2 separate regions of the Bombyx mori genome follow, and region 1 is linked to region 2. The links are chromatin contacts, called in public Hi-C maps. All regions are on one chromosome and are shown on one strand. The core of a region is the stretch at or near the end of the contact, and the rest is flanking DNA. Distances in the headings are between cores, read along the strand shown.

Region 1 (4,137 bases), core at 521-3,020, 360 kb before region 2:
GTTATATTAAATTAAACAGCAAATACTAAATATATCTTTAATTATGAGAAACTTGGAAAATACAAATCTAATTTTGCAAAATTTGTTACAGTAGTCTTTCGATTACACACGTTGAATTACTGATACCACCACAGACTACCAAGAGATGCCTACGCTTTTTCCATTCTATCCTACACAGGTAGGCACCGGTAAAATGGGGCGATTAGGGATTGAGAGGCGAATCGGGAAAAAACCGGGAAAATCTTTCGACGCTCAATATTAGTTTTATATTCGTTGCAAAATCTTCCATTTTTTGTAGTTTTATAGTAGAATGTTGAAAGTTCACAAAACAACTCTGAATATGCATGATAATAGCTGCTAACTTATAAAAAATCGCGTTTCAAATTAACTTCCTGTGGTGGTAATTATTTTAGTGCTAGAAACTTTGCTCTCTTTTATTTATTTGATAATAATAGAAGACGACTGTAATTTATAAACGTTATTTAGTGTTTGAACCATCATATATATTAAAGGTAAGTCTCAGTTGTTATTGGTTTTAATGTATTTGATAAAATAAAAATACATGTAAGAATCTGTTGTTTTGGGGGATATTAGGGACGTCTTAGGTACAAATAACAACGAAAAAGGAGTCAATTGGGATGAGAATACGTGAAATGGAAACGACCTAAGTATAAATAGGTACAGGTTTGTAGGGTTGTCTATGTAGTTATAACAATATTTTTTAAATTTGTTGGTAAAAATCTGGTTTATTCATGATGTCTTTGTCTAGAACTTTTATTTAAAATTATCAATGTGTTATTTTATTGTTTGGTAAATATTTATATTATCAGTTACGTATTGTTTTCTATTTTTAGATATGCCTCGCGTTTACGTATCAAAGAGTGCAAAGCCTTATAAGAGATGTGATCCCTTAATATTAAAAACAGCAATAGAAGCCTATGAAATTGGGAATAAGTCTTTAGTTGAAATAGCTAAGCAATTTAATATAAGTAAGTCGATTTTGCACAGACATGTAACAAGAACAATGAAATCTCGAGGTGGACAAAAATGTCTAAGTAATATATAATAAAATATTTAATATTTGTTCAGAGTGGGGGTATTCATCTGATTAATCCATGGAATAACCGACACACCTAATCTCTTAACCCAGATAAAAATATCAGCCCCTAAGTACTTACCAAGAACGAAGAAATATAAACCGTTTATAAGAAAGCTCACTCGTTCGAATTTAGGTGCTTACTCTCCCATATACAGAATCCTTTGGGACTACAATAATGTCCACGGTAGCGTGGTCTCCGTCAATGTTCATTCGGAGTTGTCCGATTGCGCTGAACTAATTTTAAGTGATGAAATAGATGTTTTTTTTAATTGTCTCACAACTTACTGGACAAATCTGTCGTGGATCATTTCCTAAGTAAATATAAATTAATCATAAGTAAATAAAATAAATAAATTAAAACCAAGTAGTGCCAACCCTAGCAAATTTCTCATTTCGTCCCAATTAACCGCAATTTCCGGGTAAATAGGGATTACACCTATTTTTGCTTTTTTTGCTTAAACTGGAATGCTAGTTGCATAGTTTTAAATAGGATAACAAAGATGCCCCCAAGACTCAATCATTTTAATCCTGATATAGCATTATATACATCAACAACTACCATAAAATTGGTCATAAAGTTGGAAGTTGTCCCTAATCGCCCCATTTTACGTCTAAAAGTCAGGATCTTTCAAGAAATTTTTATATTATTGCCACTGTTAATAATTATGGACACTGAAGTTTGCAAAGTGATTACCCTACTCGCTCTAACTTAGGTCAAAATATATATTCAATATTCTTTTATTCTCTCTTACAAGTTAAAAGCTCAAGTGGAACGATCTATGGCTATGGGCTTCTTGCAGTTTACCAACACGACAATGGCCGAATTGTCTGTATAGATATTTTTTATTGGCCCATACATCTCGACCTGCCATGTCTTTGGTTTTAAAAATGGCGTATACAAGCTTTTTGTTTGCCGGTTTATGCGAATGAATTATTTCCAAGACGTCTCGAGTTGTCTAACGAGACAGAAACGTCGTGAATATGAAATTAAAGTACATGTGTAGGTATATTATTAACGCCGTGGACCCCGTGAACGAATTTTCATAGCGTTATGGTGAATTAGAATGGTGTCTGTGGCTTGTCAATCTCGCACGTCGTCAGGTTACCAATTCGTAACGTAAATATCATCAAGCGAGCGTTTTATATTTCAGATATGACAGTGTCGCATAACAGTAGATAATGGAGAGCTCGGAAGATGATGCGGGCCCCGCGACAATCGCTTCCCGCCGTGCATCGGCGCGGGAAAGGGACGTCGGCCAGGCCGAGGACCTCGATGCACCCACTGGCATCTACCAACAAGATCGAACAGAGAGTAGGACGTCGTGCCAAACCCCCGCGATGTCGGAGGATAATTTCGACGGTGACAGCGTACCATCGCCGTCGGTGCAAGACGTCAACACAAGTACCGAAGCGATACTTGACATGATAGATGAAATCGTGGATGGACCAGGCGCACCAAAGCGAATACCTATCGCAAGCGATACTCTTCTGGTCGCTCATGAAATTGCTTCGGAGGATGATTCGGGACTCAGTCAAGAGCTTTTGAATACAAACAGTACTGAGTCTTTAACACCAATTCCAGATGTTTCGCCCGCGCTAGACGTCAATGCCGACGATACAGTTGTAAATAGCTCTGCTACTGAACAACAAATTAGTGCGGAATTAAATATTGCAAGTGTAAATAGTGAAAATATGTGTCAAGAAAGGCTACTCATACCAACAGAAGAGTGTACAACAACTGAAAAAGAGTGTATAGTGTCACAAGTAGAACTTGAGCCTTCAAGCTCACAAACATTGTCAAATATTCCTTCCAGCAGTGCATTTCATGTGCAAAGTGTTTCTGAAACTGTTAGTGAAAGTGAAAAAACAGATAGAACAGTTAAATGTGTCACATCTAGTGAGATTCAGAACAGAATAAGAATAGAATCCGCTGAGTCAACTTCAAGTGATTGTAGTGTTAGTGAGGACAAGATTGCAGAGCCTACAACAAAGGTACCTTTGAGACGAAGGCTTGTGAGGCCAGCCCGTTGTGATCGGCGTTCTGATTGCACAGTATCTTCCAGTGTGGACTTGAAATCTGTTAATATTAATACTATTGTAAGTGTAAGTGAAAATGTACCCAAGGATGTAACTAGTTCTTCAGATTCCAATCAGTCTGTTCATGAAGTTCTGAGACCTGAGGTTAGTGTTTTAAATGAGATTAGTATCAGCAAAATTGAAATTCCGGCAGGTTCTCCTAAAAAAATTAAACTCATTAGGCAAAAACCTGTTTTAAAAGACAAAGAAAGTATTGTTGAGAACCTGCAACAATTTAAAGTGGAGAAGGAGCAATGTCAACCTACATCTTCTGGAACAGTGTTAATAAGTGAAATTACTAAAGATATACCATGTAATTTAGAAACTTCGCAGCCACTAAAATCTACAGATTCATTGAATGTAAACAAATCAGAAGATTGTCCTTCACAAACTAATGATGTTAATGATATTTCATTAGATTCTTGTGAAGCCCAAAAAATACAAAAATCTGAAATAGCAGTGAATATGTTTATAGAAACAAATTTGAATGCTGAACCAAAATATGGATCTGCTCCAGATTTTTTATCCTTCAATGTAAATGATGTGAGAGAAAATGAAAATGACAAAAATGAGAGTGTATCTCTTAATGCAGTGTCTGAGGTACTAACTGGTCTAAGTGAAACCTCATCTAATAAACACAATCAGCTAATTGTGGATGTGGCTTCAACTTCTAACAAAGAAACTTTAAATGCTAAAGTCATACCAAAAGAAAACAGCAGTCTCACACAAGAAGAAAAAATAATAATACCACCTATTAAATTAAATGTATGTTTGCCGGATACAGATATTGCAAATTTAAATGATCAGAACCGGGCAGAAGTTCAAATGGAACACATAGCTGAATTGGAACCATGTAAACAGGTTCCTAAATTAACAATTAAATTAGGAATCAAGCCACCTGAAGAAGTAAAGTCACCAATTCCTAAAGTTACAATAAAATCAATTAGAACAGACGAGCAGTC
Region 2 (4,193 bases), core at 1,488-3,987:
ATGTGAACCCTCAGTAATACCTCAAACCAATCCACTGAGTTTCTCGTCAAATCTTTTCAGTGGATCGCGATTCTGATCCGATGATAGATTTTGCGAAGCGCTGCTCTTGCTAGGGTAAGTGTTAGCAAATTCTCTCAGGCTAAGTCTGTGAGCTCACCTACTCGTCCGCGCGCAGCAGTGTGCTTAGTGCGAGTCTTTTAAATTTAAGTTGACTTTTACGCTATCGAGAACGTTAAAAACTCGCACTCAGCACACAGGAATTACCTCTTAAGTAAATTACTTTATCTCTAAGTAGAGAAAAAAACTTTTTTCTATCTTCTTCTTCTCTTTCTATCTATACATATACAGTCAAACCTGGATAAGCGAGAGTTGAAGGGAGCACAATCTCTTTCTCGCTTATAGAGGTTTCTCACTAACCCGAGTTTCTAGATAATGCTCCCTCTGAATTTCATTTCGCGATTTTCGGGATTCAAACGCATTCACTATTTTAAGTTTATCACTTAATGACAGTACTTTAATTTTCCGTTTTGACATGATGCAGAACAGAACTTTCCTTCGCAATTGATTAACGATAAACAGAGTAAGTCTGAAAAACAGGGCGGTACACAGGGACACGTGTCCATTCGAAAAGAATGCGATAAAATAACAACGTTATTTAGTTCCACGAAATAGAAAAGGTTGAATATTGACGAAAAACAATACAAAAACAATGGAAGGAAGTTCCACAAAAGTTAAGAATGAGTCATAAAATAGCAGATGTTAAATTTGTAATTTGTTTTGTCATTTGTTCCTCTGAAATAATAAAAATAAATAAAGCTCGACTGTCGCTTATAGAGGTATAGATAAGTAGCAGTATCACTTACGGAGGTCCATGAGGGAAAAACGACTCTCTCTTACAGAGGTTTCTGTTTCTCGCTAATAGAGGTTTTGGGAGCTTAAAATGACGGGTCCTGGCTATTACTCTCACTTATAGAGTTTTCTCACTTATCCAGTTCTCACTTACTCAGGTTTGACTGTAAATAAAATTGGAGTGTCTGTTTGTAATATTGAAATAGCCTCTTTTTACTACATGCATATGAATATATACACGGTACATATGTACACCAAAATAACATTTTTTACAATTTTTGTCTGTATGTCTGTCTGTTTGTTCCGGCTAATCTCTGGAACGGCTGGACCAATTTTGACGGGACTTTCACTGATACGTAGCTAATGATATAAGGAGTAACTTGGGCTACTTTTTTTAGATTAGCTTCGCCCCGCGGCTTCACCCGCGATACGACAATAACCGCGGGTAACATCGCGGGACTCCGCTATCAATAATAAAGTCTAATGTTTCCGAAGCGAAGCGAAGGCGGGTCGCTAGTTAGTAAATAATTGTAAGTCATCTTTTATAGTATGAGGTAGCGCCCTCTGTGAATTGATATTTTAACTTCACGTATAATCCTAAATTAAAACTTCACTACAAAGGTTTCATATACACGTTCGTATTAAAAAATCTCATAGATGGCGCTGTATTAAAAAACACTACACTAAGAATGTCTATTGTGTTCTATCTCATTCTCTCGCCGGCTAAATCCTATACATTTATGTGTTTGCGTCTATTGACTTATTTTTTCGTTTCATCGATTTTGAAATCACAACGATTCTAAAGAAGTTTCACTTCAATAATTAACTGTTGGTACTTTCAAGATACTGAATTAGTTGGTACACATAACTAATAATGGAGGGTAGACCTAGGAGTACCATCTCAGTATATTATAAATTGTCCGCTGGAAAGGGGCCAAATAAGGTGGCGCAATAGTAACAAGTGGAACGATTTTAAAAACAACGTCCTATAGGTACTAAGACACTTCGGCTAAGCATATTCGGATTTGCACTGCAAGCACTGTAAGGTGTGAAGTCAATTTAGTATATAATAAAATATTTTATTAAAATAAATATTGCTTCTAAGCTATTTAAGGAATAATTACTTAATAACCGAATTATTAAAATGAGGTTATGCACCGTAAAAGTAATCACGTGATCAAAGCACAGAGCACCTTACTTCGAAAGCACCAGTGTTCACAGTAGAAAAATGGCGACGATTTATGACGTCATATATTTTCCCAGGATAATGTGATTGTATACTGTGAATCTTTATCGGAACGAATTTTTCCCAGAAAGAGCACTGAACTGTGCTCACAGTGTAAATCGAAACATAACCTTCTATGCAATCCAACAGTCTGCTTAAAACTGCTATCTATATTCATACCATTTTTACTTCCTACACTAGCGCTATTTCAGTAAGTCTTCGAACAATAACTTACAAAACATACTTACAGAGGATACTTTTTCAACTATGCAAGATGGTACTTGCTATTTCTATCCCCATGTACGTAACACAAGGTACCTATAACGTTTCTTGAAATTTTCAAATAACAACTTTTGTTAATTAATAGAAGTCATTTTTTAAGCCTGGTTGCCCTGGAACATCACTTTTTACTTAAATGTTGACCCCTTTTTTTTTTTGGGTAGAGGGCCGAACCTCCTACGAGGTCCACGCGCAAAAGGGGCGCGCGGGGTATGTGAGATTCTACGATCTGCATGGTGTTGTGAACAGACCGCTGGCCCAAGGATTTTAGGGCCCACTGACCCCTGGGAAACAGATATCGAACAAAAATCGCTTGCCTAGATAAAATAAAAACTTTGAAGTTTAAACCACAGACAACTGAATTAAATCGATCAAGAAACTTCATGGCAATACAAAAAATGTTTACTTTGTCTATTGGTTGAATCACATGACCCGTCTATTTTGTTCCCGTGATCAAATCGTGGAAATTCAAAAATAATTACGCACAATGGCCAAAATTAAAATTGACGTTGATGACATACATGAGAATTCGCTCGATAACAGGTAATTTGTTTTTAAATATCCCGGAAAACCTTTTGTTATATAATTGTCACTTGTAATGCACCGAAGGTCAATATATTTTGTAACTTGGCAGACGAAAACGTACGTACTTCAAACATCAGTAGCCACTCATTCTGTACCTATATGTAATGTTTTGATTCCCAATTTCGTATTTATTTACAGTGCGGACAGTGAATATCTCGGTATTGGTGAAGAAGGAGCTTTCGGTGAGTTGTAAACGTAACCCTAATTGTCTGAGCCAATTAACTCTATTCAATTATGTGAAATTTAATTATGAATTAATTCTAGGTAGTACAGCGCCGAGACCACAGTTAGTACCTCAATCGTTTTTGGATACAAACGAAAATACCACTGCTTATCATTTCAAAGACATATGTGAGTACACTGTTCAATGTTATTGACTGAATGATCTGTGTAATTAATGAAGAATCATCTTAATTTTGATTCCATTGCAAGACACAAACATTGACTGAGTATAATGTGGATATTAGGAAAGGCTTGTAGTGTGTGCTATTATTGATAAATTGTATAATGTCAAGAATAAATAGTTTTATTATCTGTAAACTTTATTTGATCTTTAAAGCAATATCAAGATATTTATTGGATTTTATTGAAACATAATTTGAACTAAATTTGATTTTATGAAGTAAATTCTCTGTGCTTATGTTTAGGTCTTGAGTAAAGAATGCTTGATGGGATGAATTCAATTTGAAATCACTTAAATCCTTGTATTTATTTTTATATTCATTAAAGGTTAATTTACTTCATTATAAATGAACACTATTAATATTTTGTTCAATGCATCACATACATCAGAAATGTCAGAGGTACAGTGAAGTTGCCGTCTAAAGCTTAAGAACTCAACCATAGCTAGTTATGAGAACTTGTGATATTATAGATGGAGATAAAGAGGGACTTCTTTTATTTCTGTGTTTTGGATTGTATGTTCCAAGGAGAGAGAGTGCTTAGAGGAATTGTTCAAGATTATCCCTTCGCCTCTTTTTCCCTAATTTTTACTGTTCTTATTGCCTAGCACTGTAGCAGAGTTCATTCATACTATATTTTTACCACACACCATTTGCCTTTGGAATGAAGTCCCCTCCACTTAGTTTATTGAGATCTTTTTAGAGACACGTCTTTCTTCAAATTAAGTTTGAGGAGAGTCATTAGCAGTAAGCAGTGGCTGTGCCCCTAGCATTGCATCTCTCACCATATTTGTAACTAATACTTAATCAATGAGAACATTCATAACCTTACCTTCTTAACGTTACCTTGAACC

What was found. A called contact is a pair of places that touch in the nucleus more often than the background predicts.
Region 1: a contact with region 2 is called in a Hi-C map of posterior silk gland, with 1.7 times the contacts expected there. The contact joins the promoter of LOC101741306 here to the promoter of LOC101739969 in region 2. A contact is called at or near these places in 2 of 7 Hi-C or Micro-C datasets (middle silk gland and posterior silk gland).

What each region holds. Positions count from the first base shown.
Region 1 is chr18:5,691,666-5,695,802 of ASM3026992v2, reverse strand. It overlaps LOC101741306 (supporter of activation of yellow protein), which reads left to right and starts at 1,770. Exons shown (of 14, transcript XM_038017266.2): 1 at 1,770-4,137. The coding sequence starts at 2,279. LOC134200553 (a long non-coding RNA gene) reads right to left here and starts at 1,695. Exons shown (of 2, transcript XR_009975521.1): 1 at 1,175-1,695; 2 at 761-936.
Region 2 is chr18:5,336,897-5,341,089 of ASM3026992v2, reverse strand. It overlaps LOC101739969 (upstream stimulatory factor 1), which reads left to right and starts at 2,737. Exons shown (of 7, transcript XM_004928149.5): 1 at 2,737-2,896; 2 at 3,077-3,120; 3 at 3,203-3,289. The coding sequence starts at 2,841.